2 separate regions of the Macaca mulatta genome follow, and region 2 is linked to region 1. The links are chromatin contacts, called in public Hi-C maps. All regions are on one chromosome and are shown on one strand. The core of a region is the stretch at or near the end of the contact, and the rest is flanking DNA. Distances in the headings are between cores, read along the strand shown. Region 1 overlaps JAML (junction adhesion molecule like). Region 2 holds the start of MPZL2 (myelin protein zero like 2).

Region 1 (3,665 bases), core at 339-2,838:
TTATCTTGCTAAATTCCTTGTATTGTGGGGTTATTTCCTTCTAATTACAGTAAAGGCAGAATGGCATTAATCAACAGGGTACTGTCATCATTTCCCTCAGAGGGTTTATGTGGCAGGTTCAGCCCTCATTGAGCCTCACAGCTGTGAGGTTCATGGTCCTGTCACTCGTTGGGAAAGCAGTATCATCCAGTGGCCCATTCTTGGACTACTGCACTCTACTGGGAGAAAATCCTACTCTTGGGACAAAAACAGCCCAAAACAGAGAAAGGTAACTATTCAAAGAGCGTTTTTAAAATTAAAGAAAGAAAAGAAAGAATAGGAGTTAAAGAAAACCAATCCATTTCTCAGTCTCTAGAAGCAATTATTTATAACTCCATTACTAATCAATAAGGAGAGAAAAGTCCTTCTTAATCCTTTCTTGCTAAGGTCTTAGACTATTTCATTTTAAGCATTAGAACTCCTTAACTCCTGAATATATTATAATTCCCCATTAGACTTTAGACAAACAGCACCTCCTAGATTACAAAGCATTTGCATATCATCATCTTATGTGAACCTTACAACAACCCTGTCAAGCAGGCCAGGTAACTATAATATCTTTATCCTTATCCTCATTTTGCTGGTGAGACTAGGGGAGGTGGCAGAGCTTTCTGACTCCAAGCGCAGTGCTCTTTCCTCAGCCCAATACCAGAAACTGCTGCCTGGGGCTGGTTGAGCCAGCCCCATGCACTGTACTCCTCAGAGGCGCTTATTCTAGTAACAAAGGCTTCCTGAGTCCCTGCTCTGTGCCAAGCACTGGCCTGCAAGCTGCAACATACAATGGGTAAGACATGGTTCCCGGGGAATGAGAACGGCCCAGGCCTGCATCTGCTTAGTGTTTTAGGCTGAAGCGTGTGTTCACCTCCCCTTCACAGCTTTCAAAATAGCAGGGTTCTTCTTTTATCCCTGGATTAGTCTTCTTCGTGTTCTTCACCAAGGCTGTAGAATTCACTAAACTGCAAGACATAAAGAGCATGTGGAATTAACCAGCTGGCATGGTTTATTCAAGGGTCCCTACATGAGACCCCCTCTTGGCTTTGTGAAGAGAGAGACCCCAGAGAAGACACTATTCTCTCTGGACTCCTACAGCCAGGGCTACCCGGCTCACCTGGAAACCTGAGAAGCACATCTCTTCTAATGAAGAACAAGAAGCCGTTCTGGAGATAATTTAGACTGAAAAACGGCTTCAACTTCTCTATTATCACTGAAGACACTTTCAGTCCTTATGGGAGAGGTAATTTTAAGTGAATGAAGAGCGGGGAGATAGGATTCCCCTTGACCATCGTCTCTACGTTTCTGAGGACCAGGGAGTGCCGCGGAACCAGCAGGGGGCAGCAGGAGCTCAGCAAGACGCCAAACCAAAGGGCTCCTGGTCTCTCCAGGGGGCGGAGCGGAATAATCCCCACGAACACCCCACCCAAGCCCCAAGCCCGAAGCTCCGCGCCTGCCTGGTCGGGGCCCCTTGGCCTTTGATCTCATGACCATTTGCCTTCTGAATATACTTTCTTTTTTTCTATTTTGGCCCAAGGCAGAACTAAAAAAAAAAAAAAAAAAATCAAAGTTTAAGCTAGAAAAGAAACCATATGTTCTGGTCTCAGTGGAAATACTTTCATTGTATTTTCTGCTTTTAAAGTTGTATCTTCTCATTGTAAAATAATTCAGATAATACAGAAACGTAAACAGTTGGAAGTGGAAGTTCCCTGCAACCCCTCACCCCATGGGATCCACCTTCTCCTTCATCTCAAATTCCACGCCGTTACCCACATTTTACAACTATCCTTCCCAGCCTCTCTCAGTGTAAGCATAAGCTCACACAAAATGTAGTTAGTACATATACTGCTGGAGTGAGCATCATATTATTTTCTCTTTTATAAAAATGAGGTCATCCCATAAATTCTGCATTTTTACCCCTTGGATATCTTTCCATGTCATCACACAGAGGGATCTGGAGTGTTTCATTGAGTGAAACACTGGTTCACTGAATCACTGCCTTTCTGACAGACACTGGTAATGATCCCTATTTTTGATTATAAGCATGACTGCAGTTTTGCACAAATCTCAGCATATCCATCTAATTATTTCTTTAGAATAAACGACTAGACATGGAAGTGCTACCTTTCCTTTGGGGGGAAACTGAGGCTCAGACAGGGGAAGTAAGCTGAGAGTGGAACCCAGGTTGTCTAGCTCAGTGCTCCGAGCATGCCCAGAGCAAAGACCTTCAGAGAGGCCAGCCAAGTTCAAACCCAAATCAGGAAGCCCTAGGGAGGGGAAGTGAAAACCTAGCAGGTCCAAGTGTTTTCTGCACGATCAAAGACCCACTGGGAAAGAACACTCAAAAGTCAGGATTATTCATGAGGCCCTTTCCCACTGACACTATTTCAACAAGACAGTCAATCTGCGCCCCTCATCGATAGTTGGATAAACTGAGGGGCGTGGATCTGCCAACAGCCAGTGAAACACTAGTGTCCCTGTTGGAGCATCTGGGGACTTCTGAGACCCTGGGAGAACTACTAATGAAATCCAGGCCTTGAAAAGCACTTTTTTTTTTTTTTTTTTTTTTTTTTAGACAGAGTCTTTTATCTTTTAGATAAAACCACTGGCAACCCTTAAGATCTTAGCTTCTATGTGGAACGTACAGTGTGGATAATTTTAAAATCATCTCTTAGGCAGTGAATGGTACCATGATAGTTCTTGTGTAAGATTTATGCTCTGAATTATGCCCTACTGAGACCCCCATTTCTAAGGGAGTTTGTAGTCTTTACGTGATACCAAAGTGAATGAGGAGAGTGTAGGAACGTTAAATTATTTTCCAGGCACAGTGAGCAAAGTGGGCAGGGTTACCACAGTTGATTCTTTAAAATGCTCACTTTAAAATGCCCACTTCTGTGAGAATGGCATAGTAGGACCCTATCACCTCTTCCACTTTGGATAGAAGCAGCCTTGTACCCCCAGCCTCCCAACCCAAGGGGCGGGGGCAGCCCTGTACCTCTTATTCCCACAGGTCCTCTTCACGATCAATATCAGAACAGGGAGCAGCAGGATTGTGGCGCAGACAGTTCCCACGATGATCACCAGCTGATTACCACCCAGGACCAGAGGCCTCAGGGCTGCCGGAGTCACCAGTGCTGGGAAAGGAGAAAAGCAAAGAGAGGGTCTCAATAACTTTAGCAAAGAGCCGAGAGTCCCACAGCCCTGTACCAAGTAGCACCAGCCAGGCCAGGAAGCGGAGGGAAGGCCAGATTCTACCCGATATCTGGACACTAGGGACACTGTCTCCATGAGATTGAGAACCAAAGTCTAACCCCCCTGTTTGCCCTAAAATGTAGACTAAGGTGGGTGGGAGAAGAGGCTAGCACTTCACCTGTAGTAAAGTTTCCTTTCACGTCAACAGTTCTGTTCTAAAATTTGGCTTAACAAGTGACCGAGAAATAACAGGCATCTTAGAGGCTGCTGATCTTCCCCAGGGCAAGTGGTTGTCTTCAAAAGAACACATGCCGCAAGACTCAGCCCCACAACGACGATACCAAGGAAAGCCTCTGGAGGTACTTCTGCCCATAGGGTACCTTCTACTCATCTGCATGGTTCTTTCTAAACACATAAAGCAAGCACCTCCTCAGGACCAGACA
Region 2 (3,536 bases), core at 246-2,745, 70 kb after region 1:
TGGCAGAAACAAACCAAATCAAATCTCCACGTTTAACAATCCTTTACCTTTGAAGAATTTAAAGACAAATCAGGACACCATCCCTGCTCGTTCACCCTACCATCCCAGTGCAATCTACAAAGTGCTCTCCTGCTGATTGTTTCATCTCCGCAAAGCCCCATGAAGCATTCCCATTTGACCAGTGAGGACGCTAAGAACCCGAGGAAGGTAAATGATTTGTCCAAGGTTGCACAGCTACCATGTGACAAAACCAGAACTCTTCTTAAAAATCTAGTGCTCTTTCCACCAAATATCAGCTAATATGAGCAATCAGACACGGGGCTCTCAAGGAAAAGGTTTTCCTAATAACTTTGTTGTGCCTCGGATTTCATCGGCCATTTTTAGAATAGCTAAATGACTGAGAAGTCTAAAGAGCTGAGTAATCTAAACAAGAAAAGATGTCTCCTTGTCTGGAAAGAGGGTGGGTCATCGTTACAGATTAATGAAGCGGCACAGAAACATGGGTAGGAGGGGGATGAAGCTTACACATGCAGTTAAGAAGTAGGCTGGACTGGGAATCTAACCCTGAAAAGAGATAGATTGCCCTTATCCCTGGATTAGCAGTCTAGAAACTCTTCAGTCACTCATAAAATCTTCTAGTTGAAACCAGAGCAAAAAAGGGTGGCAGGAACAAGAGAATGCGGCAGGGTGAGTAGAAAAAAATAAAACATCATAAAGAGGGAAGAAAGGAGAAAATTCTACCAAAAGAGAGGAGAATACAGAAGTGCAGAAAACAGCAACAGGAGAAAGATGTCATGGGCATGGAGCAAAAACAGGTAGACAACCACAAAAATCCATTGTGTTGGAACTCAGAAAACAGAGGCTGCCGCAAATGCAGACCAGCTGTGTGCTAGTGAAAATCTGTTAGCATGGGGAGAGTTTCTGAAAACTGTTTGGCGCCTTTGTCAGCTTCTAGGTCAGAAAGGGACCTAAAATCAGTCTGCTGTGGGAACTTTCAAATGGTGGTGAGGAAGGATAAGATACAGCCTTTTGGGTATGTAGGTCAGAAGAGTTCAGCTCCAGGACCCTGAAAGAAAAAGAGTTACAGAAACTTGATCTTGGTTGGCTTCCAACTTTGCAGGGAAATACAGCTACAGAGGAAGGAGAGGTAGAGCCAGGATTTTGAAGTCTACAGCAAACTGCAAAAACTTGTGAGAGGTAGAGTTACCAAACAGCTCAGGGAGGCAGTGAAAAGCAACAGGAGAAGAATCAGGGCAGGAAGAACTGAACAAACTGCCTGTTGTCAGGAGCAGAAATCCCTCCCCCAGGTAGCCAAATGCCCATGAGCGGGCTGCCAGCCTTGCTCTGAGGGGCAGGAGTTATCCAGATCCCACTTCTCTGCTGAGTTCAAGTTCCTGGCTTAGTGCCTGGCAACGCCCAGTTGCTTCCAGTTAGCAGGATTGGCTTCACGGTCAACCATTTCACCTCACTGGGCAAGGAAGAGGCCAAGGGTAGAAGGTTAAGAAGAGAAAATGCTAAAGAAAAAGGATGTTTGCCCCTCACAGTTTTCTGGACGTCAGTCAGCCAGACTTAGACCAAAACTGAAGGCAGCTACATAAGGCCTAAGTTATGTTTGTGTCTAGGCAAATGGAAGGAAAGGAAGAGTTCTGGAAATTAAAAAGAAACGTTTTCAGAGACACCATTTTCTTTCTAAACTTTTCCAGAGAAAGATCCTGATTGTCATTTAAAATTGTGACACACCAACAGTTTTTGAAAGAATCTCATCTGTCCCATCCCTCTACACATTTCCCAGAAAATGATTTCTAGTAAGCATCTAGACCTTAGCCAGCAGGAGACTCACTGGGGGCGCAGGAGACTGAAGGGACAGTGGGCCTGTATCAATATTTGTAAAAGTTATCTTTCTCAACATCTTAAGCGAAAATCTTTTTTTCAGCTAAGATGAAATTAGCATTCTGTGAAGCAAGGAAAACAAATAATTTAGCTCTTAGAGTGATCAAATAAAGCATTCGTTTACTCAAAAGTTTCTGTTCATATGTTTTTAGTAGAAAAAATTCAGACATACATAGAATATTTCTACCTGGGAGGGAATCATATAAGATAGGCAGGTTAAGTAAACAAGTAATTACCACATTCTTGATTTTCAAATTCAATCCTTAAAGGATGAATAGGAATTCTGGAAAGAGGAGAAACAAAGGCCTTCCTATTGGAACAAATGGGTGGGAATGTGGTACCCACAGGGACTAGCATGCAATTCCTCAAACCTAGAGCACAGGGAGGAGTGGTAGGCCAGGTGAGAGGCTAGGTCCACCTGGACAGTGCCCTCATCCACCATCCTAAGGAGTGTGGACTTGATCCTGACAAATATAACCATTGGGGATGGCTAATATGTGACCCAAGAAGAGCATCTCTAGAAATAGAATTACTTTGGTATTTCCCAGAACCATTAAAAACGAGAAGGAATGTCTTGGGACACCAACCACCACTTACTCTCCTGGCTTTTGTTTGGGCTCCTGGCTTATGAGCCAGAATGAAAGTGTAGACCTAACGTCTGTTTTCCGAAGACTCAGACTCCCAGCCTTCCCCAATCAACAACTCCAATCTCCAGCATCCTTTTTCAAAACTTCCCTGGTTTAGAGAGCTTTTCAAAGATGAGAGAGGGAGGCTAGGCTGTCAAGAGTCATAGATGAGAGGTGGGCTCTTAGCCCAAAAGAATCGTTGTGTTCCCTGTGGCCCTCCTTCTTGCCTCAAGTTTCCTAGAGATATTCCAAAACAGGTCTGGGCCTGAGACTGAGCCTCTATGAGTTTAGAAAAATCATGGGAGGGAACGCTCTCCTGCCCCACCTCATTACAGCTGATATGCACCTCTCCAATAAGCCTCAGGCTCCTCTGGTAATTAGAGGAGAGGCATCATGCCCTTATTAACCAGCCCAAAGAAGAGACTCTGAAGTGGTTTAACACTTCACTTATTCTCAAGGGAAGCTAGGTAGATTGTGCAGGGCTAGAGAGATGGGCATTTTTGAAGATAACTTTGAGGAACCTCTCAGGAGGATAAAGGGACCTTGATAAATGAATTTATCTACCTCCCTGTTAACCATGCACACCATCTCTAAATAGTGATGAGAATTTATATTATATTGTGTTTATTGATGAACACAGCATCTCTTGTTATTATTGTTCCAGTTATCTCTTGTTAAAATTGGTTACCATGACCAATTTTTTATTCTTAGGAAGTTAATTAATTTCCTGAGAAAAGAAATAGCCACTTTTTTTTTTTTTTAACTACTCTATTCTAGGAGGCATGACGTATAGGAACTAGAGTCCAACCTGCCTAGATCCAGATCCAAGCTCAGCTGCTTACTAGCCATGTGACCTTGGTCAGTTATTTAACTCTCTGTGCCTCAGTTATCTCATATGTAAAATGGGAACAATAACATTTACCCCATAGTCTGGATGTAAGAATCAAGTGAAATACATTAACTAAAGCTCTGTGCTCAGCACCCACAGAAAACATTCAATAAATTTTAGTTGTGACTATA

The links. Hi-C and Micro-C count contacts between places; a contact is called where the count stands out from the background.
Region 2: a contact with region 1 is called in a Hi-C map of CD4 T cells, with 4 times the contacts expected there. The contact joins the promoter of MPZL2 here to the enhancer-like site in region 1. A contact is called at or near these places in 4 of 14 Hi-C or Micro-C datasets (CD4 T cells, blood, cortical neurons and 1 more).

Annotation. Positions count from the first base shown.
Region 1 is chr14:118,869,258-118,872,922 of T2T-MMU8v2.0, forward strand. It overlaps JAML (junction adhesion molecule like), which reads right to left. Exons shown (of 10, transcript NM_001261678.1): 7 at 3,026-3,164; 8 at 902-995. Among named protein-coding and RNA genes, the nearest start is that of SCN2B, 23 kb to the left of the region's middle. Within about 2 kb of position 1,589, at least 6 of the 40 cell types and tissues checked have an H3K27ac peak or open chromatin away from gene starts, as enhancers often do. A contact at or near this core is called in CD4 T cells, where this site is marked.
Region 2 is chr14:118,939,340-118,942,875 of T2T-MMU8v2.0, forward strand. It overlaps MPZL2 (myelin protein zero like 2), which reads right to left and starts at 1,496. Exons shown (of 6, transcript XM_015115814.3): 1 at 1-1,496. All of the region lies in intron 1 of LOC106993497 (a long non-coding RNA gene), which reads left to right.